7 separate regions of the Mus musculus genome follow, and regions 1, 2, 3, 4, 5 and 6 are each linked to region 7. A link is a contact called in public HiChIP or PLAC-seq and promoter capture Hi-C data. All regions are on one chromosome and are shown on one strand. Each heading gives the region's core, a stretch centred on a gene start, on an enhancer-like site or on the middle of the called end of the contact. The rest is flanking DNA. Distances are from core to core; before and after follow the strand shown. Region 1 holds the start of Btla (B and T lymphocyte associated). Region 2 has its middle 62 kb from the start of Cd200r3. Region 3 has its middle 23 kb from the start of Ccdc80. Region 4 overlaps Ccdc80 (coiled-coil domain containing 80). Region 5 overlaps Atg3 (autophagy related 3). Region 6 has its middle 49 kb from the start of Ccdc80. Region 7 holds the start of Gtpbp8 (GTP-binding protein 8 (putative)).

Evidence for each region. Promoter capture Hi-C pulls out the DNA fragments that hold promoters and counts their contacts. HiChIP or PLAC-seq counts read pairs in DNA pulled down with a chosen protein or histone mark.
Region 1: a contact with region 7 is called in a Foxp3 HiChIP or PLAC-seq map of regulatory T cells, with 6 times the contacts expected there. The contact joins the promoter of Btla here to the promoter of Gtpbp8 in region 7. A contact is called at or near these places in 2 of 39 promoter capture datasets (cranial neural crest and neutrophils), 2 of 115 datasets of contacts at active chromatin or transcription factors (both in regulatory T cells) and 1 of 9 other capture datasets (pancreatic islet).
Region 2: a contact with region 7 is called in a promoter capture Hi-C map of macrophages, with 7 read pairs. The contact joins the enhancer-like site here to the promoter of Gtpbp8 in region 7. A contact is called at or near these places in 7 of 39 promoter capture datasets (the C10 cell line, the HPC-7 cell line, cranial neural crest and 4 more), 2 of 484 Hi-C or Micro-C datasets (CD8 T cells and bone marrow-derived macrophages), 13 of 115 datasets of contacts at active chromatin or transcription factors (the 230-238 cell line, CD8 T cells, acute myeloid leukemia and 8 more) and 5 of 9 other capture datasets (adipose tissue, embryonic stem cells, liver and 2 more).
Region 3: a contact with region 7 is called in an H3K4me3 HiChIP or PLAC-seq map of bone marrow-derived macrophages, with 5 times the contacts expected there. The contact joins the enhancer-like site here to the promoter of Gtpbp8 in region 7. A contact is called at or near these places in 13 of 39 promoter capture datasets (the C10 cell line, the HPC-7 cell line, the SN4741 cell line and 10 more), 3 of 15 datasets of contacts at CTCF or cohesin (CD8 T cells, the NIH/3T3 cell line and pro-B cells), 14 of 484 Hi-C or Micro-C datasets (the G1E-ER4 cell line, bone marrow-derived macrophages, cortical neurons and 4 more), 29 of 115 datasets of contacts at active chromatin or transcription factors (the 230-238 cell line, CD8 T cells, T-cell acute lymphoblastic leukemia and 23 more) and 4 of 9 other capture datasets (adipose tissue, liver, macrophages and 1 more).
Region 4: an H3K4me3 HiChIP or PLAC-seq map of forebrain shows a contact between it and region 7, with 10 times the contacts expected there. The contact joins the enhancer-like site here to the promoter of Gtpbp8 in region 7. A contact is called at or near these places in 16 of 39 promoter capture datasets (the C10 cell line, the HPC-7 cell line, HPC-7-derived erythroid cells and 13 more), 5 of 484 Hi-C or Micro-C datasets (bone marrow-derived macrophages, embryonic fibroblasts, hematopoietic stem and progenitor cells and 1 more), 21 of 115 datasets of contacts at active chromatin or transcription factors (the 230-238 cell line, CD8 T cells, DN3 thymocytes and 15 more) and 2 of 9 other capture datasets (adipose tissue and liver).
Region 5: a contact with region 7 is called in an H3K4me3 HiChIP or PLAC-seq map of bone marrow-derived macrophages, with 5 times the contacts expected there. The contact joins the enhancer-like site here to the promoter of Gtpbp8 in region 7. A contact is called at or near these places in 13 of 39 promoter capture datasets (the C10 cell line, cranial neural crest, embryonic stem cells and 9 more), 6 of 484 Hi-C or Micro-C datasets (CD4 T cells, Th1 cells, bone marrow-derived macrophages and 3 more), 11 of 115 datasets of contacts at active chromatin or transcription factors (bone marrow-derived macrophages, craniofacial prominence, effector CD8 T cells and 8 more) and 4 of 9 other capture datasets (adipose tissue, liver, macrophages and 1 more).
Region 6: a contact with region 7 is called in an H3K4me3 HiChIP or PLAC-seq map of the 230-238 cell line, with 14 read pairs. The contact joins the enhancer-like site here to the promoter of Gtpbp8 in region 7. A contact is called at or near these places in 9 of 39 promoter capture datasets (the C10 cell line, the HPC-7 cell line, the SN4741 cell line and 5 more), 11 of 484 Hi-C or Micro-C datasets (the HPC-5 cell line, bone marrow-derived macrophages, embryonic stem cells and 5 more), 17 of 115 datasets of contacts at active chromatin or transcription factors (the 230-238 cell line, CD8 T cells, bone marrow-derived macrophages and 9 more) and 2 of 9 other capture datasets (liver and macrophages).

The regions. Positions count from the first base shown.
Region 1 is chr16:45,222,916-45,225,649 of GRCm38.p6, reverse strand. Btla (B and T lymphocyte associated) reads right to left here and starts at 1,313. Exons shown (of 6, transcript NM_001037719.2): 1 at 1,189-1,313. The coding sequence starts at 1,297.
Region 2 is chr16:45,003,754-45,006,879 of GRCm38.p6, reverse strand. It overlaps a transcript of Cd200r3 not described here. Among named protein-coding and RNA genes, the nearest start is that of Cd200r3, 62 kb to the right of the region's middle. Within about 2 kb of position 1,404, at least 24 of the 459 cell types and tissues checked have an H3K27ac peak or open chromatin away from gene starts, as enhancers often do. A contact at or near this core is called in adipose tissue, bone marrow-derived macrophages, macrophages and 1 more, where this site is marked.
Region 3 is chr16:45,069,494-45,072,214 of GRCm38.p6, reverse strand. No RefSeq gene overlaps it. Among named protein-coding and RNA genes, the nearest start is that of Ccdc80, 23 kb to the left of the region's middle. Within about 2 kb of position 1,329, at least 72 of the 459 cell types and tissues checked have an H3K27ac peak or open chromatin away from gene starts, as enhancers often do. A contact at or near this core is called in the NIH/3T3 cell line, the SN4741 cell line, adipose tissue and 3 more, where this site is marked.
Region 4 is chr16:45,119,628-45,122,654 of GRCm38.p6, reverse strand. All of the region lies in intron 5 of Ccdc80 (coiled-coil domain containing 80), which reads right to left. Among named protein-coding and RNA genes, the nearest start is that of Ccdc80, 27 kb to the right of the region's middle. Within about 2 kb of position 1,409, at least 42 of the 459 cell types and tissues checked have an H3K27ac peak or open chromatin away from gene starts, as enhancers often do. A contact at or near this core is called in adipose tissue, forebrain, neural progenitor cells and 1 more, where this site is marked.
Region 5 is chr16:45,172,774-45,175,816 of GRCm38.p6, reverse strand. Atg3 (autophagy related 3) reads right to left here. Exons shown (of 12, transcript NM_026402.3): 6 at 519-568. Among named protein-coding and RNA genes, the nearest start is that of Atg3, 15 kb to the right of the region's middle. Within about 2 kb of position 1,761, at least 11 of the 459 cell types and tissues checked have an H3K27ac peak or open chromatin away from gene starts, as enhancers often do. A contact at or near this core is called in bone marrow-derived macrophages, where this site is marked.
Region 6 is chr16:45,043,599-45,046,753 of GRCm38.p6, reverse strand. It overlaps a transcript of Cd200r3 not described here. Among named protein-coding and RNA genes, the nearest start is that of Ccdc80, 49 kb to the left of the region's middle. Within about 2 kb of position 1,738, at least 41 of the 459 cell types and tissues checked have an H3K27ac peak or open chromatin away from gene starts, as enhancers often do. A contact at or near this core is called in the 230-238 cell line, CD8 T cells, regulatory T cells and 2 more, where this site is marked.
Region 7 is chr16:44,744,985-44,747,710 of GRCm38.p6, reverse strand. Gtpbp8 (GTP-binding protein 8 (putative)) reads left to right here and starts at 1,348. Exons shown (of 6, transcript NM_025332.3): 1 at 1,348-1,712; 2 at 2,218-2,316. The coding sequence starts at 1,374.

The DNA.
Region 1 (2,734 bases), core at 64-2,563, 480 kb before region 7:
TGCTAGGTATAATTATATATTTTTTAATGAAGAAAGGAAAACTAAGAAAGGAGAAGAAACTTAACTGAGTTCATAATGTAAGTAGCAGAGGGAATAAATACTCCCACCTGATAACCAAGTTTCTGTGCGTAATAAATACCAGATTATAACATACTGGGTAGAAGAATATAATGCGAATTACAACCCCAATTGTGCTATAAAATTAAAAATATTTCCTTTGTTTCACAGAGTCCAGTCTGCAAGAGGTCCCTTAGAATTAAATAGAATTAATATTTGACTCCTCTTGTCTTTCAGAGGTGGGTAATAATAAACAAGGGCTTGAATGACTAAGAAGAAGTTCTACTCTGCTCTTGGCTAGGTGGTCTTGTGACATCAGATCATTGAATCCTAAACCTCACAGTTCCAGATTTCAAGATGACATTCCACAGGACCTCAGTGGTTCTATTTTTCAATCCAACACGAATGTGCCCAGTTGCTACACGTGTGATGGTGGAAGATAAATAACCCAAGGATCCCAAGCATTACAGACCTTGTCTTCATAAACTATGGAGAATTGTTTCCTATTTTCAGTTGGCGACCATTCACAAATCATCCTGTCCAGACAAACTAAAGCGACACTCATGATTTACTCTTCAGCCTCACATCGAGAAGCCTGCTTAGTACTCTCATAGTACACCCCACAGTATTCTCATAGTATACCCCACAGAAAGAAGGAGGCAGTCTATTTAGATTGAACATTATTTGAGTGTAACCATGGCCACAGCTATAACCACAAGTATCCAAAAGCTTTCCCACCCCAGTAAGCACTACAACATCCTGCTGACATCTGATACCAAGACATGAACGTAACAAGTCTTTTCTGTTAGCATGGCAGCCACAGAGAGTTTTGTAATAGTGACAAATCTGTACTGACACATTTATAACATCTGCTCAAATCTCTTCACTTACCATCAGGACCTGGTTTTAGGAAACTTAGCTCCAGCTATGGATCAGTTTTTGCTCTGTAGCCAGGTGAGTAGCATGTCCTAACTTCACTCACATCCTGGAGCGTTTTCAAGAAGCAAAAGGGACTCATCACTCTGAGCTATATATGCCCTGGACATGAACATCCCTCTCCACAGAGCAAGCTCAACTATCACTGACAGGAACCCCGAGGAAGAAAACCAGCTTTCTTAGTAGGTCCCTTACCATTCCTCTTAGTAGCTTTCTCACAAAGGATGCTCCAGAGGCCCAGATGGAGGATGAAGAATTCCCTAAATAACCGAGGAGTCCCAAGCATGGCAGGCACTGTCTTCATTCCCAGCACGTGTCAGGTAAGGGCAAACTTCCTCTTCCTCCCTAGAGATCTTCAGAGCTGGGTCACGTTATTCACACTAGCAGCATCTTAGGCCAAAATAAATTAATTAATTTAAATCAAATCAGGAGACCTGGTGGGAGAGGACAGTGTGAGTAGTCCGAAGGATTTGTGAGAGCAAGAGGCCCTGCTGTGGTTTTGTTTCTGATCCGACCTGCTGTTCTCTTTCAAGCCCTCTGATGTGCAAAGCAGCTGGCTCCTTGCTTCCGCTCTGCCACCATTCTTGCATAACCTTGAGGTTTTTCTCAAAGTGAACAATTAAACTTAAAAAAAAAAAGATCTAAATTGTTACAGTCTTTAGGTTTAGATTCTGATCAAATCAGGGTCAGGAAATTCATACAAAAAGTACCTATGGTAAGCATATATTTCCCCTTTTTATAGTTTGTGATTATGATACTTCATCAGTGTAATGTATCTTACAACCCTCCCCCCATGCTCCCATAAAGGCACAGTAAGATGAGAATGTTCCTTGTCATGAAACCAATGAAGACTTATCTGACGTTATGGAGAAAATGACTGACAGGGTGCATTTCATCAACAGAAGAGGGAAGGGCCTCCTTCTTCAGTCTGTAGATGCCTATCAACGGAATACATGCTTGCCGTTAGTACTAGCTACACGATCTTCCTAAATATTAAAGTTCTAAGCAAAATGAGCACTTGAGTGCCAATTAGAGGAAACTTTCATTTTCCGCATGCTTTATGTGGTTGTTGTCGAGATGAAGCAGTAAAGTAAGAAATGGAAAAAGTTCAAAATTGGATAGCTCAGGGTTGCTGAGGGGCTGTGGGCACGCAGCCCACGTTCAATCACTAGCTTATAACAACAGGAATTTGGTAATTCCAAATGGAGAGGTGGCACCTGTGCAGTTTAACTCATTGAATGAAATTGAGAAATCTTTCCCTCAGAGGCTAATGGTACCCTTCCAAGGCCAAACTCCATTTAGGGTACCTATTGCATATTTGTCCAGATAAGCCACAGTGGCTGGAATACCAACATGAGTGAACGCCGCTCCAGAATTTAAGGAACTCAGCCAATCCATGCTGATGCTCACGCACCCCTGGTACGCCAGATGATACAGGTAGTCTGCAGAGCTCCTAGAATCTGCACTGTTGACCAAGGAAGCACCCTGCTTATGGTTCATTTTATACAACTCATCCCCCTTCCTTGCTCAGAATGGGGTGCAAAACTCCTGTTGGCAGTAGAAACAAGGCTCAATGTACCTCTAAAATAGCCTAAGAGGTTTCGAAGAAAAGCCTTGAATCACCACCCATCCTAAAGCTCGAGATATCATCCAAACCACAAATAAACTCTGTCAACTCCAGACCATCATAGTTCTCTAGTGGTTCTTGTTCTCTCTCCTCCTCCCCCTCCCCCTCCTCTTC
Region 2 (3,126 bases), core at 155-2,654, 260 kb before region 7:
ATGCCGATGTGGATTTCATGAATAATTTACTAAAATAAGACTCTAGGTTCATAAAAAAACAGTTACGAGACGACTTGTGTCAAGAAGGAGGGATTTAAAAATGCCTCTAATCCCATCCCTACCTCAGGCTCCATTCTTTTTCTCCAGTTGTTATACCTGTGCACTTTTCTGAACCTTTGCTGCCATTTCATGAACACATTCTGTCCAAAGCAGGCTCAGTGCTATGGCCTCTGAAAGCCAAGGGATGAACATAAAGGAAGAACTGTTCATCTAAAAAGTTCCTAATCAAACAGTGGGTGGAGCTTGGGAACTCTTATGGAAGAACAGGAAGGAGTGCAGCCCCTAAGGGGATAGGAACACCACAGGAAAACCAACAGAGTCAGCTACCCTGGACCCTTGGGACTCTCAGAGACTTAACTACCGACTAAAGAACATCCATGGGCTGAACCTAGGCCTCCCCATACATATATAGCAGATGTGCAGCCTGGTCTTCATGTGAGTTCTGAACAACTGGAATGGAGACTGTCTTAGTCAGGGTTTCTATTCCTGCACAAACATCATGACCAAGAAGCAAGTTGGGGAGGAAAGGGTTTATTCAGCTTACACTTCCATACTGCTGTTCATCACCAAAGGAAGTCAGGACTGGAACTCAAGCAGGTCAGAAAGCAGGAGCTGATGCAGAAGCCATGGAGGGATGTTCTTTACTGGCTTGCTCAGCCTGCTCTCTTATAGAACCCAAGACTATCCGCCCAGGGATGGTCCCACCCACAAGGGGCCTTTCCCCCTTGATCACTAATTGAGAAAATGCCTTACAGTTGGATCTCATGGAGGCATTTTCTCAACTGAAGCTCCTTTTTCTGTGATAACTCCAGCTGTGTCAAGTTGACACAAAGCTAGCCAGTACAGGGACTATCCCAAAAGCTGTTGCCTGTATGTGGGATATATTCTATTAGCTGGGCTTCCTTGTCTGGCTTCAGTGGGAGATGAAGCACCTAGCTTCGTAGAGACTTGAAGTTCCCGGGTTAGGGGATACCTGCTCAGAGGAGAAAGCGGGGTTGAGGGAAGGATTGTGGAAGGGGTTGACTCAGAGGAGGGCAGTGAGCAGGATATAAAATGAATAAGCAAAAAATTAATTAATTTTTCAAAAGTTCTTAGATTCGAGGTCCTCATTTTGGCAAGAAACTCGAGAAAAGATTTCAGTGCTGTGTTGCAGAAGAGTAAAGCTTGAAGCTAGACTTCAGATAAACAGAGTGCTGCTACTGTGCTACTGACACGGGCAAAACATGTGATCAAGGCTGAGAGCTTGTCTGATGATCCTTAACAGGAAAGGAGAGAGGGGAGAAAGTGAGGAGGAGGGGAGGGAAATACATTGAGGAAGTGAGAGCCCTATTGCTTGGTGCCTGACCTGATTCAGGGCCCCACTTGCAGCTGAAGCCAAGGCCACATGTTTCAGGGAGTGGAATAAGGGTGGAGGTGCCCACAGGGCAAGGCCAGTTTACAGATTCCGATGCAAACTTGCTTGCCAGAATGGAGGAAGATGCCTTCTAGACTGCTTCTCGTACTGCTGCCAGAACCAAAATTCTTCAGGTTCTTTCTGATGCCGTTGGTCAGCTGCATTTGATCTCTAGGTCACAGATTCTGCAGCGAAGAATACCCTTTCATACGAATCCCCCTTTCCATGGGAATTCCATTCGAGTATTATACCAGGTGGGAAGCTATCAATGTAGTAGTTATTTCTAAAGCAATGTACCCCCTCTAGAGTAAGCTTTTTAAGTCTTTCTTAATCTCAATTGGTCTTCTTTGGCTTTCTTTCATACCCCAGAAAGCTTCCAAGGCACCACCTGGGGATTTCATTACTTAGGATTGCTTTTCTTTAAGATCACAAAACCATGAGCAGCTTATCCAGATCAGGATCACATACTGCCTCTAAGGTACACATCAGACATCCCCATTACTCCTAAAACTAGGATAGTATCCCTGTGTATATGACGTGTAGTTTTGATGTTTACTTAATAAAATTAGACAACACTTTCTCAAATGTTGAGCACTCTCAAGATAGTCTGTATATTTTCTACTGATTCTTTAGAATGTCTACGGATGTTTTCAATACGGTGAGAAAGGAATTCCTCCTCTACCTTGATGCCTGGGGCAGTGAGCCTAGCACATCTGTGCCCAGCATGACTAAGTAGAAAGTGGGTGGCCAGCAAGAGAGAGGCTATACGTATGTGTGACTGTCTACAGCCAGCCCTCTTCTCACTTCCTTATGTTCACTCCTGTAGACCTCCCTCCTGCACCCTACCCTCCTGTGCTGCAGCATTATGTCTCAATAAGGTCCCATCAGAATAATTCACTTGTAGACAGTGTTCTCTATTGTTACTACAGTAGATTGAACTGGAAGAGCAGATTGAACTGGGTTAAGTCATCCAAGTACAACCAGCAATCACTAGAAGATGCCTAAAGAGCAGCAGAGATTGTGCAGACCTCTTATTAAGGCTGAGGAGGGGAAATGTGAGAGGAGAGGGGAAAGCTGCTAAGACCTGACATGATAGAAACTCTGCAAGGCCTAAGAGAATACCAGAAAGGCACCAAATTACTAGGTCTGGAATCCAAGGAACTATAAGACCGAGATCTGGGAGTCATGACACTCTGAACCCTGAAATGTAACACAAACTGATGGTTCTTGGAGACTGGCACCTAAAGCCCAAGCTGGAATGCTAGCGACAGAGGACACCAACATCGAAAGTTCTCAGTTCCTGGAAAGAAAGGGACCGATTCATCGTTGACGTCCACATAGAGCTAAAGGACACACATCCCATTGGCTGAAAAACTATCTACAGCCGTAATTGTTTGGAAACAATTCTAGGAGTTGGTAGACTTTTGTAACAAGCACATCACCATTTAAGTCAAAGAGAGCTGGACTGAAGTGCAATACTAAGTGTGCGACCATGTACAATGTCTTTAAATTTGATAATATGCTTAACCGATGGAAACTGAGTGATGAAGCTAATTAATTTTTTTTAATTACATCTTTGGATCATTGGCAGAATATGCACTGCTGCTCTGCATCTGGCTCCCCGGCTGGGTGGGTGGGGATATTGCTTACCTTTGGTGATATTTTGGGACTTG
Region 3 (2,721 bases), core at 80-2,579, 320 kb before region 7:
ATCATGTATCAGATAGTATTGATAAAAACTTTCCCAACAATAATATTTTATATGGCTGCACGTGTGTCATCGGAAGTAGGTTTTGGTATATTGTTTAAGAAAACCTTAAATAAAAAGAATTAAAACAGTATAAGTTTATGTTTTGAAGATTTACAGAGAAACAGGAGCTGATGTCAAACAGTAACTGATCACACACATTCATTAGCTTGTTCTTGGGAATTTGCCACTAGCCTTAGATAATTTTTGTATTTTGATGTACCAAATGATCATAACAATATTCATTCTACCTAGATGTTTTACTGAAAACACCTTTTTTTTGAAGTTGTAAGACTTGGATGATTTTGTATTTTGATGTACCAAATGATTATTGTTATTTCTGTTCTATTTCGCTGCTTCACTGAACACAGCTCTTCAGAGCTGTAGCACCTGTTTCTCTTATGTATAAAACCCTTGCTTGAGAGCTGCAAAACACACTCAGGTTCCTTTGCCTTGGGAAGAGGCAGGTTGTTCCTATGTTTGCTCCTGACTCTAAACAGATGAAACACAAGCTAATTGCTGCCCTCTGGGCATACCAAGACAGTGTCTCATAATCCCTGGAATGTAGCACGAAGTCTAAAGGAGATGAGAAATATGCAGCCTTTTCTCTATATTTGTACCCCAGACACTCTGTGAAGGCTAGTATGGGGTGTGGTATGCATTCGTGGTATGTATTCTGCCTCTGTGTTTGTTTCTGTTTGTCACCACCCAATCCTTACCCACCTGACCTCAAGAACCCACATCCCAGGAACCCCCATACCTGGCTGGGGTGGTCCGTTGCACCCCTGGACCTTTCTAGCATCTTCTTTATCATTTATAGAATTCATGAACTCAGATCTTGGCCTGGAGGTACATGCTCCTTAGTCACTTATTCATCATTGGGAGAGAGGGCTTAGCCTCTGGCAGCCTCCATTATAACATTCATACCTGAAAGGGAGCCCCAAAAGCCAGCTGCTTACTTTAATGGAAACAATTTTAAACCCCATGCTTGGTATGTTTCTAAAGCTTATGTATCTGATTGGTTTCCTGGTGCTTTTCTCTATGTTGGCAAATTCGTGCCAGATGAGTTTTTCATTTGGTTTTGGTTTTGATTTTTTTGATGGGATAACCTTTCTTTGAGGTCATAGGGCGAAGTCCTTAACTACCTATCTTGCTCTTGTTTAACCAGTATCCTTTGCCTTGGGAATAGGCAGGTTGTTCCTATGTTTGCTCCCAACTCTAAATAGATGAAACACAAGCTAATTGCTGCCCTGTGGGCATACCGAGACAGTGTCTCATACTCCCTGGAGTGTAGCACGAAGTCTAAAGGAGATGAGAAATATGCAGTCCTTTCTCTATATTTGTCCCCTAGACACCCCGTGAAGGCTAGCAAAAGTCTGTTCTGATTCTGCAAGTACTCTGTGGTATGCATTTGGGTAGTAAAATTACATTTTGCATTTGTAGTCGGTATTTCATTTTTGAAAAAAGTGAACATCTGGTTTTCCTCTATTTAGTTTTGAAGCTCTAGAACAGCTGGGCAGGGCAACTTGGCCTTGTTCTGCATCTCCGTGAGTCATAGCTGAAGCTTCCACTCCATCAGCTACTCGCCCATTGGCTCACCAGCTGCCACTCATCTCCCCACAGCTTTTCTGGTTCTGGATGAGGACAGGGTCTGGATCAGCTTTTTCAGTCCAGCCCTTGGGAGTTTCGAGAGTGCCAATATTACATGAAGATGCTCTGGTCAGCTGTTACCAAATGTGAAAGGCCCAGCCCTGAGTGGGTGGAAAGTAGAGTCTGGCTTGCACTCATTGGGGTTTTGAGTCATAGCAGATTAGTGTTTAGACAAACTGTTTTTTCTCTCTTCTCTATTTTTCTGATCTGAAACTACAGATAAAGCAAACTGTGCTGAGGCTGTGAAGACTCACTGATTTTCACCAAGGAATTGAGTTATTTGCGTCCATCTTATGAGTTCCGTAGTATTTGGAAGAGGGAGTTTGTTTGTTCCATGCCTCAGTGCTCTTGAATTCAAAAGTTCTCCATGTTTCCTAGACCACTGCAACGGTGGGAGGTTCTGACCCTGGCTCACAGGAGGACCAAGGTACAGCCCTGTCTGAAAACTCTTCATCAGGGTTACCATGGGAGCCATAGCAGCCCCTCCAGCACCCAGGTGTAGGGTTCTCTTCCTAACCCACCATGTCAGTTGGGCTATTGTGCTCAGTCTCCATTATAGCTCTCAGCTACTGGAAACAGCTCACACTCTGTAACCCAGCACTCAAGCTCCTCTGGAGTTTGTCCCTAAACTTTGAGAGCCAGCTGCTGCTATCAGAGCCTCGTGCAGCATAGCCTAGGTACACTACCTGCCATTGCTGTTTGTCCTCTGATATCCGTGGTTTCACTCTATGCATGCCAGAGTGCTGTGAGGTGGACAATGGCTCCGTGTGCTCCTTTAATGTTCCCATCACCTTTTCTCTTTGCAGATTTCAATTCCACTGGGGCCCTGATTATCCAGACCCAGGTCAAAGGTGTCTGCTGCTTTAGAGTCTCCCTTGAGCACACTTTGAACTGAGCCACTCTTGACCTCTTCCAAATTTCCAATCCCTTTCCCAGCCTTCCCTCAAGGCTCGTGCTGGTATCTTCACCTGGAAGAAGAGGTTACAGTGCCTCTTTTTCCTGTCTCCCACCTTCATGGGCAGCCATGGCTCGGCT
Region 4 (3,027 bases), core at 160-2,659, 370 kb before region 7:
TCTGCCTGAATGATATGTTGAGTCATGGTCATCATGTCTGATGAGGACACTCAGAGTAAAGTGACACTCAGTTATAAGGTACAGTAGTCAAAACTGTAAAGGAAGCAATCATGCCAAGACGACAGAAGAATGATGAAGAGCCAAAGTCCCTGTAGAGCTCCCCCATGAGTTCAGCAGGGGCTGGGAAATGAGACTATAAACAAGAAAGGGCTAGAAATGGGCTGCCAAATTTTAAGCACATGACTGAAGCAACAAGAAGGAAAGTAAGAAAGTCACTAAAAAGCTTAAAGAGGATCCTAGAAAAAGAAATCTCCTTTTTTTCATTAGATGGGGGTTGTCATTCTAGAGGCAAATGCATGTTCTGATCTCTATCTTATTATCATTAATAAGTGGCAATGCAAACTGCCCCTATGAAGTCTGGGATTTTGATAAAGCCAGCTTCTATTGTTAGTATAGCTGTCGTAGTGGACTAATAGACCTTTTATCTTATACATGGAAACTTGAACTCAAGTTTGTCATTACTACTTTTTGGATGTCTTTGTGCATGTCACTCAGTTCAACTAAGTCTCAAATTTTTATTATTTCTGGAGTAAAAAGTATGTTAGCTTCTACTTCAAAGAGGTATAAAAAAATTAAACTCCCAAACCCAACAATGTATTATCCACATGATGGCATGGAATGAGGAAATCATGTCTTCATTTACAGCTGTTCCCTTGGTCATCATCCATCACGATAAGACATGACAACCTATTTGAGTGTGTCAGTATGTTGTTTTAAAGCTCATTTTCACTGCATAGTAAGTGTGCTTCACTAAGGCTCAAGAAAGCAAGCTGGTTTTCCCACACTTTATGAATGATAAGACATAAAGAAGTAATTTGCACAACTAGTAAATCTAAGGTGGTAGTGGTACCAAAATCCAGACTTAAGGATGATGATGCTATATTTGTGCTCATAGGGTCCCTAGTACAGTATGAAATAAATACAGTGGGCTCCTAGTGGATGGAATTATCTCAAACTGGAGAAGGAATGTCACTTTCTGCCTTAGGTGCAGGCAACCAGAAGGTATTAACAATCACGGAGCCAGCCATTTTGATTATGTTTTCGCTCCCTCTGCCCCATCTAGCCTCAGAATGAGTGTGAGCATTTTTAACCCCAAAGAAAATGGCCTCTTGGAGGGAAGAGTGGTTTGGGGGGAAGTGAAGGAATATAATAGTCTAATGAAATACAAGCTCTGAATGGATGTCTGTCTGCTAAGGCTTGCCAAGGATTGCTTGCTGTGACATTACATTCACTTCCTCTGCTTGTTTTTTCTTCAAAGGGAAAGGAAAACAAGTCTCCCCTGAGGATGGGAGATGAATGTTTTGGCACAGATAGAGGGAAAGGAGCATATGAGACAGTTCCAGAGGCTCCTGGGAAAGAGAACAGTGGCGGCTGCTGGGTCACAAGCTCCATCTCTGATCTCCCTGCTTCCTTAGGAGAAATGCCAGACCAGAGCTGGCTCCCAGCCAGCGTCTAACCAGGCCAGTCTCTCCGGCCTCCATGGAGCCATTGAGTTATTTTGGTGAGGTCTGTTTTAACTTGTTTACCTGTATGTGCCACTGAATGAGGTTTTGATGGAAGAGGGATGAGACGCCCTGTCACAGACACAACCCAGAGAAGGTTGCTTCCCATAAGGAATGATTGGACTTCACGCCCTGGGACCTAAGGCCCCAGCTCAAAGGCACTAAAAAAAAAAAAAAAAAAAAAAAAACCTTCCAGGGCCTGTGACAAGAATCATGACCCTGCTGAAGCCCCCATTTGGGCCAAATTATTCTTCTGTCATGTTAGCTTCTCAGGAAGTGAGACCCTACAAGCTCTGCATGTGTTTGCTTCATTTAACTGGCATCCCAAATTAGTGTGCATTTGCCCACTGTTTGGGGCTTCTGTCTCAGGAACGGTAATTATAGCCTAAAGTACAGTGCTAAAGAGCAGACTGGCTTCAGGGTCTGGTCAGTTGAAACCGAGCTGAGCAGTCTCACCAACCAGTCAGCAAATTTAAGGAAAATTCCCATTTAGGGACTGGCTTAACCATAGGATTTTTTTTTTTTCATTTTGGAGCTCTTTTCTTTTCCCTTTTTGTCTTAGCCCAGATATCAATTCTGAATGGTCTTCTGAGCTTCTCTCACCAACAAAGTATGTTGTAGGAGAGGAAAACTGCACTGGACTACTGTAATAGCATGTACGGATCATTTGCTTTGTACTAGGGCCTAGGCCAGTGTTACCTTTAGTATTAAGTTGCACTTTTACAATAATTTTAAGAGCAAGAATGCTTATTATTGCCATTTTGCAAATTAGAAAACTGAGTGAGAAAGAAAGAAAGAAAGAAAGAGAGAGAGAAAAGAGAGAGAGAAAGAGGAAGGGAGGGAAGGAGGGAGGGTAAGAGAGAAAGAGAGAAAGAAGAGGCAGAATTCCAACACAGGGCTATTTTATTCCTGCCTCTGAGTAACTGTTTATTCTGTTTAAAATTTTAAGATATTTTATTAGTTCTTTAAATATTTCATACAATATATTTTGATCATATTCTCAGCCTGCCAACTGTCCCAGATTTACCCTCCCCACCCACAATCTCCTACCAACTCGACTTCCAGTTCTTTTATTATTATTTTTTTTAAAAGCCATTAAATACAATTGCATTGTCCAACTACGCTTAGGAGTAGGGCCTGCCCTGGAGGGTGGTCTACCCACCAAGAGTCACCATTAAAGAACACTGGCTGTCCCTTTTCCAGCCACCATCAGTCTCTCTTAAGCTAGTAAGTGGGATTATGTGTCTATCATGAAAGATGATGTAGGGATATTTAAGTTCAGAGGCAGTGGATAACTTTAAGGAAAATGTTTTCTAGACAAAACTTATAAAGATCATGACTCCATCCATAAGACCTGTAAATAAATCTCTACACACACACACACACACACACACACACACACACACACGTAAAGTTAAAAGAGGTTGGCTTACTGACAAACTTGCAACTTCAAGTGCAACTGAAA
Region 5 (3,043 bases), core at 512-3,011, 430 kb before region 7:
CCAATCATACTTATGTTTACCCACACAAACTTAAACGATTTTTCAAAATGTCACCATTTTGGCTGATACTAAAGTACACAGTGAAACCTCTAAAAACAGAATTTTAGAAGTTACTACCAGTAATTTAAGAAACAAAACAATAAAATTGGTTAGAATAAACTACAAAATGTAGTACTAATATAACATTAGCACCTGCTCATCAGCAAAGGCAACCTCTCCCAAATCTTCCTTTTAAGCATTTACTGTCCAGTGGAGTTACACTAGGACTTTTATTTATTACACTAGGACTTTTATTGCAATTCATTAGTTACAAGCCTGATTACCTGAATTCTATCTGCTGGGCCCACCTCACGAAACAAGAGAACCAACTACCCCAAGGTATCCACCAGATTTCTACATCCTTGCCTTGATATACACACATTCACATACACACACCCAAAATAAATACACAAATACAATTTAAAATTTAAATATAGGCAAAAACTAGGGTCACTGACTTTAGAAACGTTAAGTAATACCTTGCTTTCCAGTGTAATCTCCTTAACTGCTTCAGTAATTCCTGTAATACCTGTTTAGAATTCAGCAGAAAAAAAAATAACTAAAATTAAGCTGCAAACATTTCAGTTATGTGAATAAAACATTTATTTAACTGCTTATAACAACACTGAAACAGGCATATTTTGACAGATTCTTTACAAATGAACTTTTCCAAATAATCCAAAGGTACCTCCAAAAATATGCCTCAAAAACTCTAATTTAGCAACGTATCTATATCACCATGACTTGGTCCATTTTCTATTCTTCATTTGAATTTTTTCACAACACACACTACAATCAAGAGAGTATATGACTTCTGTTTACACTTTAATTAGAGCTGCATCAAAATTAGGTTTTGGTTTTGTTGACACACACTATTTGCTTCAAAAACATTGGCCATCTGAATGTAGTAAGACCATACCACACTCGTACAGACCTTTTACTTCACCAAGTATGTCTACATTTTATCCATATAATTCCATCTGTAAAAGAGAGTAACAGTTTCTCCCTATGAAGAATGAAGTTGACAGTCAGACTTTGGCTAACTATTTTAAGTGTATTACTCAGCGGTACATCCTCAGAAGTCCCTTGTCACAGAAAGGTACAGTGCAGATAAGCAGCAGCACTACACCAGAGTCCTGCATAACAATTCAATCCCAGGCACCTATCAGTTCTCAAAAGGACAGTTTAACCAGGATGGGAGACTCAGTACCTAATGTTACAACAGATTTAAAGTCCTAAATTCAAAATGCATTTAGCTCCCAATAAATGCAGCGTATTTTCTTACTCTAAAGTTGGCATGCCTTTAACAGTCCTAAACCAAAGGATTATGAGCTCACCTTCACAAATGGAAGATGGCACCCTCCAAAGACCAGCATTACAAGTCTTTATTTCATAGCAGTTTGGCTATCATCCTACAATAGATATGATCAATCAAGACGGTAAAACCCAAATCTATCCAATCAAACTAAAAATACAGAATTATTTACTGAACATAAAAAGAAACCTCATCAACCTGCCAAAATATAATAATGTAGTAGCATCCCATTACACCAACCCCCAGGCACTAGCTGGAGAAGCCTCTCTCTGCAGTGGGAAGCAGTCATGCAGAGATTCCTGATGGTCAAAGGGCTAAGACTAAGTGACTACTAGGTAGCTGCTCAGCCCTCAGTATGACTCTTTATCCCCAAGGCTTAGGGAACTTCAGGGAGGAAGTGGTAGAAAGAAAGGAGAAGCTGGTGGGTTGGGAAGGAATGCTGAGGGGTGCTGTATTCTGACATGGACAATGTACTCATGATCTCACAGCAACTCTCTGCTTATCTGCACAAGACCTACATAAGATTTAAGCCAATTAAGCTCACATCATGGATGGGGAAGGTACTCATGAGGTTCCACCCCAAGTGAGTACCACTGGTGTTGATGGCTGCTCAGGGAGGTAGATAAAGATTTGTGTTTGTTTTGCAGGCAGGCACCACTGGTGGATTGCCCAAGCTCTGGCGGTTGGTCCCACATCCATGTACATGTAGCCTACATTAATTCAACTCAGTGAAATCATTTAAAAAGAAAACAAAGGAGGGGCTGCTTAGAGGTTAAGTGCACTGATAGCTCTTCCAGAGGATGGAGGTTAGGTTCCCAGCACACGTGGTAAATAAGAACTGTTTCTAACTCCTGTTTTAGGAAATCCTATACTCTTTCTTCTGGCCTCCCCAGGCACTCCACTGTGTGCACACAATGCAAACATACATATTGATAAGACATCATACACATAAAAACAATAAGGACATGAGAACTTTTTAAAAAGGACATAAAGTGAGAGGGGTAACCAAGGATATGAACAGGGTATACTAGACATATATGTAAAATTGTCAAAAAGATAATTTTTAAAATATTCTTAATTTTAAAAGTATAGCACACCTGACAAAGCAAAAGAAAGCTCAAATGTTTATAAATAGTCACACTCCAGACTTGTGATGTTCTATTCTGTCAATCTGGTTAGTGTTGGGTTAGCTAGCTAGCTCGTCAAAAACTAGTCCAAAGGTTGCAGTGGAGGTACTTTTTAAGAGACTTTGAATAAATATTAAAACCAGTATTAAATAAAGCAAATCATCTTTCAAAAAGTAGGTAAATTGCATCCAATCAAGTAAAGGAGAGAAAAGAAAATGAAAGCCACTAAAGAACTGCCCACAGTATCAACCGCTCCTTGGTGCTCCAGCCTGTTGGGGCATGCTCTGCAAAGTTCAACTGTCATATAAACCAATTCCTTAAAATATATTATATCTACTTATATTACAGTGTAGCAGTGATCCTCAAAGAATGAGCACTGGAGAATTAAAATTTCCACAAGAGATCCTATCCTGGGAGAGAGTAGGATGTAAGTCCTGGCTATAGAGGAAGAGGGAGAGTATTCACTTAGGCCTGACAATTTATGTCCTAGCTAAATCTACATTACATTTCCTGAACTTTGTCTCATCTTTTCTGTAAAATCATAGCATCACTGAAGAGAAGG
Region 6 (3,155 bases), core at 489-2,988, 300 kb before region 7:
TGGTGCCACAAACCAAACAAACTTGTGGGCTTAGTTGTAGAGACAATAGCTGGATTACAAGGGTACTATCCTAGAGCAAGCATGCTTTTTTTTTTTTTTTTTTTTTTTTTTTTTTGGTAGATCTAGACAATAAAGTGGCCGGGAAAGCAATTGTCCAGGTCTTTGCTTCACTGGGATGTGATCTTCCTTGACAGTAGAGAATTTCCAACACAGAGAGCACTCAAATGTCCTACCAGGGTTCATAGGATAATTTGGCTGACCATAATTTTTCTGTCTTCCCAATCTCCTACATGATCCCTTAAAAACGACTTTACCATGTTTCTCCTCTTTTTTTCCCCCTGAAAACAAAAACTGGCCCAGGAAGTATGATGTTTTGATTAGCAATCCAACCACACAAGGAGATTATTGTAACTCAAATGGATGGAAAGTTTCCGAGAGATGTTGAGTATTGGTCAGAGAATATGCTGCAAATGAAGATGGAGACCTTGCCAAATATGATGTCCCCACAAGCAGTTTTAATAAAACACAAAACTAACAGCCCTCAGGACCAGCCCTGGGCTCTAACTGGAAAATGGAGACAAGTTGTCCCTCAAAGCATTCAAATAATTTTCAAGATCCCCTTCCCAGGTTCTCATTTAACAGTAGCCACACTTAATGTGCCCTCTGTCTATACTTCTGAATTATTTACTCTTTGATGGAGACCTGAAAAGAAAGTAATTATTCACCACCCAGACTAACTCCCAAAGGCATTCGGAGACTCATGGCAACAAATCACTTTATAGCCATCAATAAAATCAGTGTTTTACTTTCACTAAAATGTAAACAGATTAGCTTCATGTATCAAGTCAAGGAAGCAGAGGGTCTGTATATAGATGTGGTGGCACAGAACGTTTATCACTCTAGTCTCAGTTGTTAGCCTAAATGATTCTTGTCTTTTGTAACCTTTGTGCTGTGACATCTTACCAAGTCTGTTCCATCAAAGGAAACATTCTGGGCCTTTTAATTTTCATTAGTAATTTTTAAAATTATGTTTTTGATTAGTATGCAGAGAAGTGGGTTTCATAGTGACTTTTCCCATACAACATACAAACATACATACATACATACATACATACATACATACATACATACATACATACATATCATTGTGCTTCTCTAGATCCCCTAGCCACCCTGGTGGTCCTCTTTCTTGACCCTAGATGCCCAGCTTCTGCTTCCATGACAACCATATTTTGTTACTATCTCTGTTCTTTTAAACTTTTAGACCTCTTCCTCCCCTCTCACTGTCCCTTTCTACTTTCAATAGGCTATAGATAGATAACAGATAGCTAGGTAACTAGGTAGGTAGGTCGGTGATAGATTGATTCTGCATATGAGAAAAAGCAGTTGATATTTGTCTCTTTGGGACTCCTGTTCTCTTTCAAAGCCCTCTCAGTCCATCAGCTCACCGCTCTACTGGGGAGGAGGATAATTTTCAGTTACACAGACAGTAGCAGAAGATGGCAAAGCCAACCTTAGATGGTGGAAATTTTCCCCCTAAGATCATTAGCACGTTGGTATTGGCAGGAGAGCAGGAGAGGAGAGTTTGTTCCCAGCAGCTTTCATGCTCAGATGCTGACAAGGCTGATACTAAGACCCGTTTCTGCAGTGCTGCCAGCTCTTGCCCACAATGGGTAAGCTGTTTCCTTTCTGGACACATCAACTTACCACACTTCAAAGGGTTCTTTTGGTGTAGACTCCTCACTTGTTCAATGTCTCTGACCTATGGTGGTTTCCCTCCCACGCCTGCACTGAGCACAGACAACCATATAGGTAGCAGAGGAAGAAAACCCTTGGCTTATTTTCACACCTCCTTGTGAGGTCTTTGTTGTTGCTAAAACAAAGGTCTTTCTGCTCCCACTTTGTGACATTCTAATTCTGCATTTATTTACTCTTCAGCTTTAAAAAAATGAGTGTAGCTTACACCTTCCCTTTCCCACCTCTCAGCATCCTAATTTGTTCAAGCTTAGCAGCCACATCTCTGGAAGTTAGTCCATTGATTCAGGTATCAAAACTAGAAATGTAAGGTCGACAGGACCTGGGTCACATCAGGCACAGGAATCCCCCAGGATACAAGGGCTCTAAATGCAAGCTGAGCAAAAGAGGCAAGTTACTATATTTGGCTCATAAAATATAGAACAGATGTTGAGGCCACAAACCTCAAAAAGAAGTTATACCCAAAGCCAGAGTTCAAAGCTGGAGCATAGGGCACAATTTGAAAGACGAATTAGCAAGGAAGAGTCTTTTGCAACTAGCATCGATATCATTACTTCATGTCTACAACATAGCAGATATTCTGCTTCATGCTGTACACACACCATGGTTCTGCTACACTTGGTCTCTATGGTCTCCAAGGCATAGCAGACACTGGCTGGATGTTCCATTTCACACTTCCTCCCTGCCGTTCTGGTGATAAGCTATCCTTTCTCAGGGCTCCCATGAACGCTGCATAGGTGTTTGATGTTCTGGGTCTGGCTGACCCTTAAAGGAGAATCATCCAAAGGTAATATGTACATTGATGGGACTCCAGGTTTTTTCCTACATCTTCCTTCAGATGTGCTCTCTTCAAGACTTTATTAGGATGGGCAATGTTGAACTGATGGGGTTGGAGGAGTAGGAAGTACTGACTACCTCAGTCTCTGTTCCACCATTGACTTTCCGGGCCAGACATTAGAATTAGTCCTTTAGGAAAGGAGTTTGGCAAACTACTTGTCAACCCTGGAGACAGACCACCTGGCCTTTCACTGAAGCTCTTTGAGAAATTGCTTAAACTTGAACAAAGCTCTTACCAGCCACAACATACCAAAAATAATATTCAGTCGATGACTAGTTATTGTACTAAGTAGTTTTTGGTTTTGTTTTTTTGTTTTGTTTTGTTTTGTTTTTTAGTTTTTAGAATCTAGTCAAAATATTAGTTCAATTTCTGATGTCTTAGGTAAACAATTACTCAGTGTCCATTAATGTTGTCACTATCAGGAATCATCTTTCTGACTTAGGAACTGTGTAACCTAAGAATATAATGTAGACAAAGGCAGCCTGTTGGAGATAAAATCACCATGCATCTCTCTGGGAGTTAACCAATTCTACTGGATCTTTTCTTTCAGAGTCTGTCTTTT
Region 7 (2,726 bases), core at 99-2,598:
AAGGAGAAACAAGCAATGATACACAGCTAGATTTTGGAAGCTATGCCAATAATCTAGGTGAGAGACAAGGAGGACTGGGAACACGATGCTAATGTTAGGGTCTGAGAACCCCCAGAGAATGAGACCCCAGACTCAAATAATATGCAACAGCAAAGAGCGTCTTTCAGCAGAATTCGGCATGCAAAGGTCGCTCCATTTAAGAATGGAGACACCAGTGTGTGCTCTGCAGGGTCAGTTTAAAGCCTGTTAGGGTGGCAGTGGGTGTCTTTTATCTTTTGTTTTTTCTTGATTAGTTGGCTCTATCTCCAGGGATATGAGTCCTTTGTGATTTGTTAGGGCTCTGGGGACTTTCCAAGGTGGTAAGGCACCCTTGGATTGGCTGTCTGCAGCTGTGGTTGGATGGCCATGGGCTCCTGAATCTGGGTCCTCATTTCTGGGAAACAGAAATAGGCCTAGACTCCCAAACTGCCAGTTTACAGCCTGTCATGGAGTCAACCTGGCTCTGGCTCTTTGATCTTCTGCCTACAGTAGAGACTAGGGAAGAGTTTGATTACAAGTGTCCATGGAAAACACAGCATATGTTGACTCTAAAGTTTATGTGCCTGCTATATGCAGATGCTTTAAAAAGAAAATAATGGAGTGACAGGGCACGGAATGATTAAATGCTTGTGGTGGTTTAAATGAGAATGGCTCCCATGAGCCATTTGAATAGTTGCTCCCGAGTTTAGGGAACTGTTTGGAAAGGGTTGGAAAGTGGGGCCTTGTAGGATTAGAAGGTATGACTGTATTGGAGGAAGGGGGTGTGTATTTGGGGGCTTCAAAGGACTCCAGTTGTTCCCAGTTCTGTTTCTGGTTTATGGATCTTTGTCAGTTCTCAACTGCTGCTCCAACGCTCTGCCTGTCAGAGAGATACCGTCCCTTCTCTGAAAACGAGTTGCAATTCCAACCACATTTCTCACCAGCTTATTTAATTTTGCAAACGTGTTTTTCTCGGTGACGTGAACTTATGATAAATGTCAATCGACGATAAAACGACCGGAAACAGAAGGCAAAGCGGGCTTGGAATCCACTAGTTTGTCCCTATGGTTCCTTCCCTTGAGACTCAAAGATCACAGGACAAGGTAAGTTTTTCGCATCTGGAAACCGCTGAAGACCAGAACACGCCAATCTGATACATAGTTGGTAAAGCCAAGGTGTTAAAGAAAGTCAGTGGGGTTTCCCCCTTTCTGCCCGGAGGTGGTGAGAAGCTTGAGCAGGTGAGGAGACCCTAGAAAACTACAATTCCCAGCAGGCGCTGCGGCAGCGAGCTTTCTGTCTGGCGCTGTCCAGACCCTACTAATAAAATCCAGTCGCGAGGATTCTGGGAGAGGAAAATGGCAGCGGCTAGGTTGAGTCATAGAATGGGAAGGCTCCTTGAGAAAGCGCCAGCACTGGGGCCTTGGACCCGGGTTTACAGCACGTCCCCTGCCTTCGCAGAAGTGCTAAGGCTGCCACAGAAACAGCTAACGAAGGTAGTGTACCCGCTGCGGGAACTGGGGCAGCACCTCGCCGCGGACTCGGGGCCTGGCCTTATCGAACAGAGACTCTTCGACCCGAGCCTGGAGGACATCGGGCGGGCGGAGAGCATCTTTGAGGCCACCGCCCGGAACCGCATCGAGTACCTCAGCTCCGCCGTCCGCCTCGACCACGCCCCGAGTTTGCAGCAGCCGGAGGTGAGGTTGACCGCCGGGTCTACTGTAGGTGCGAGAGCCTGAGTCGGCCTGTGCTCATTTCCTGTCACCCAGCGAGAGAGCTCGTAACAGCAAAAGAAAACACTCCGTGTGGATGCGCCACTCGTGTGCGGTGCCCGTGGAGGACCGCAGTGAGCCGCAGTGTGGGTGCTGGGAATCCAACTCCGGTGTTCCGGAAGAGCCGCCCGTGCTTTTATATTTTCATTTTAGTTTATGTGGGTTTGCCTGCATGTATGTCTGTGTACCACATGCCTGTTGCCTTCAGAACCCAGAAAAAGACATCAGTGCTCGCTGGAACGGGAGTTTCAGGCAGTTGGGAGCAGCCATACGTGCTGGCTGGGACTTGAACTACAATCCTCTGGCAGCAAGCGCACCTAACCATTGAGCCACGTCTCCAACCCCGAAAGTACAACATGTAATAAATAAGCCACTGTTCAGCCCTGAGAATACTAAGTACTCCATTCTCCCTACCTCTCTCTCATACTAGGTGTGTTTCATAGGCCGAAGCAATGTTGGAAAATCCTCTTTGATAAAGGCCTTATTTTCCCTGGCCCCTGATGTAGAAGTCAGGATCTCAAAAAAACCGGTATGCTGGGTATCTCTTGAATTTATAAAATGAGACCTAAGTATTGGCAGATGCAAGAGATCATAATTGCTAAGTTCCTAGAGAAGAATTTTTTTAAAAAATATGTAATAAGGTAAGACATCATTAATGTCTGTATATTCTCTGAGAAAAACAAAAGTATAGCTGAATTGATTTTAGTAGTCTTGCCAATATCTAAAGGAAAGCATTGTTGTTCTAAATTTTTCCTTAGTTGACAAAGTTAAGTATTTTATTGCTGTTTTCTTCTATAATAATGAATGTCTAGTTCTACATTGGTTGTAGGGAAAAAAGGGTTTAAGTTGCTTTGTCCTCTATATTCTTGTGTATATTCCAGATGTGTGTATTCTTTTACCCAAGGCCACTCTGTGCCTTTCTTCACAGATAGCTCTGAT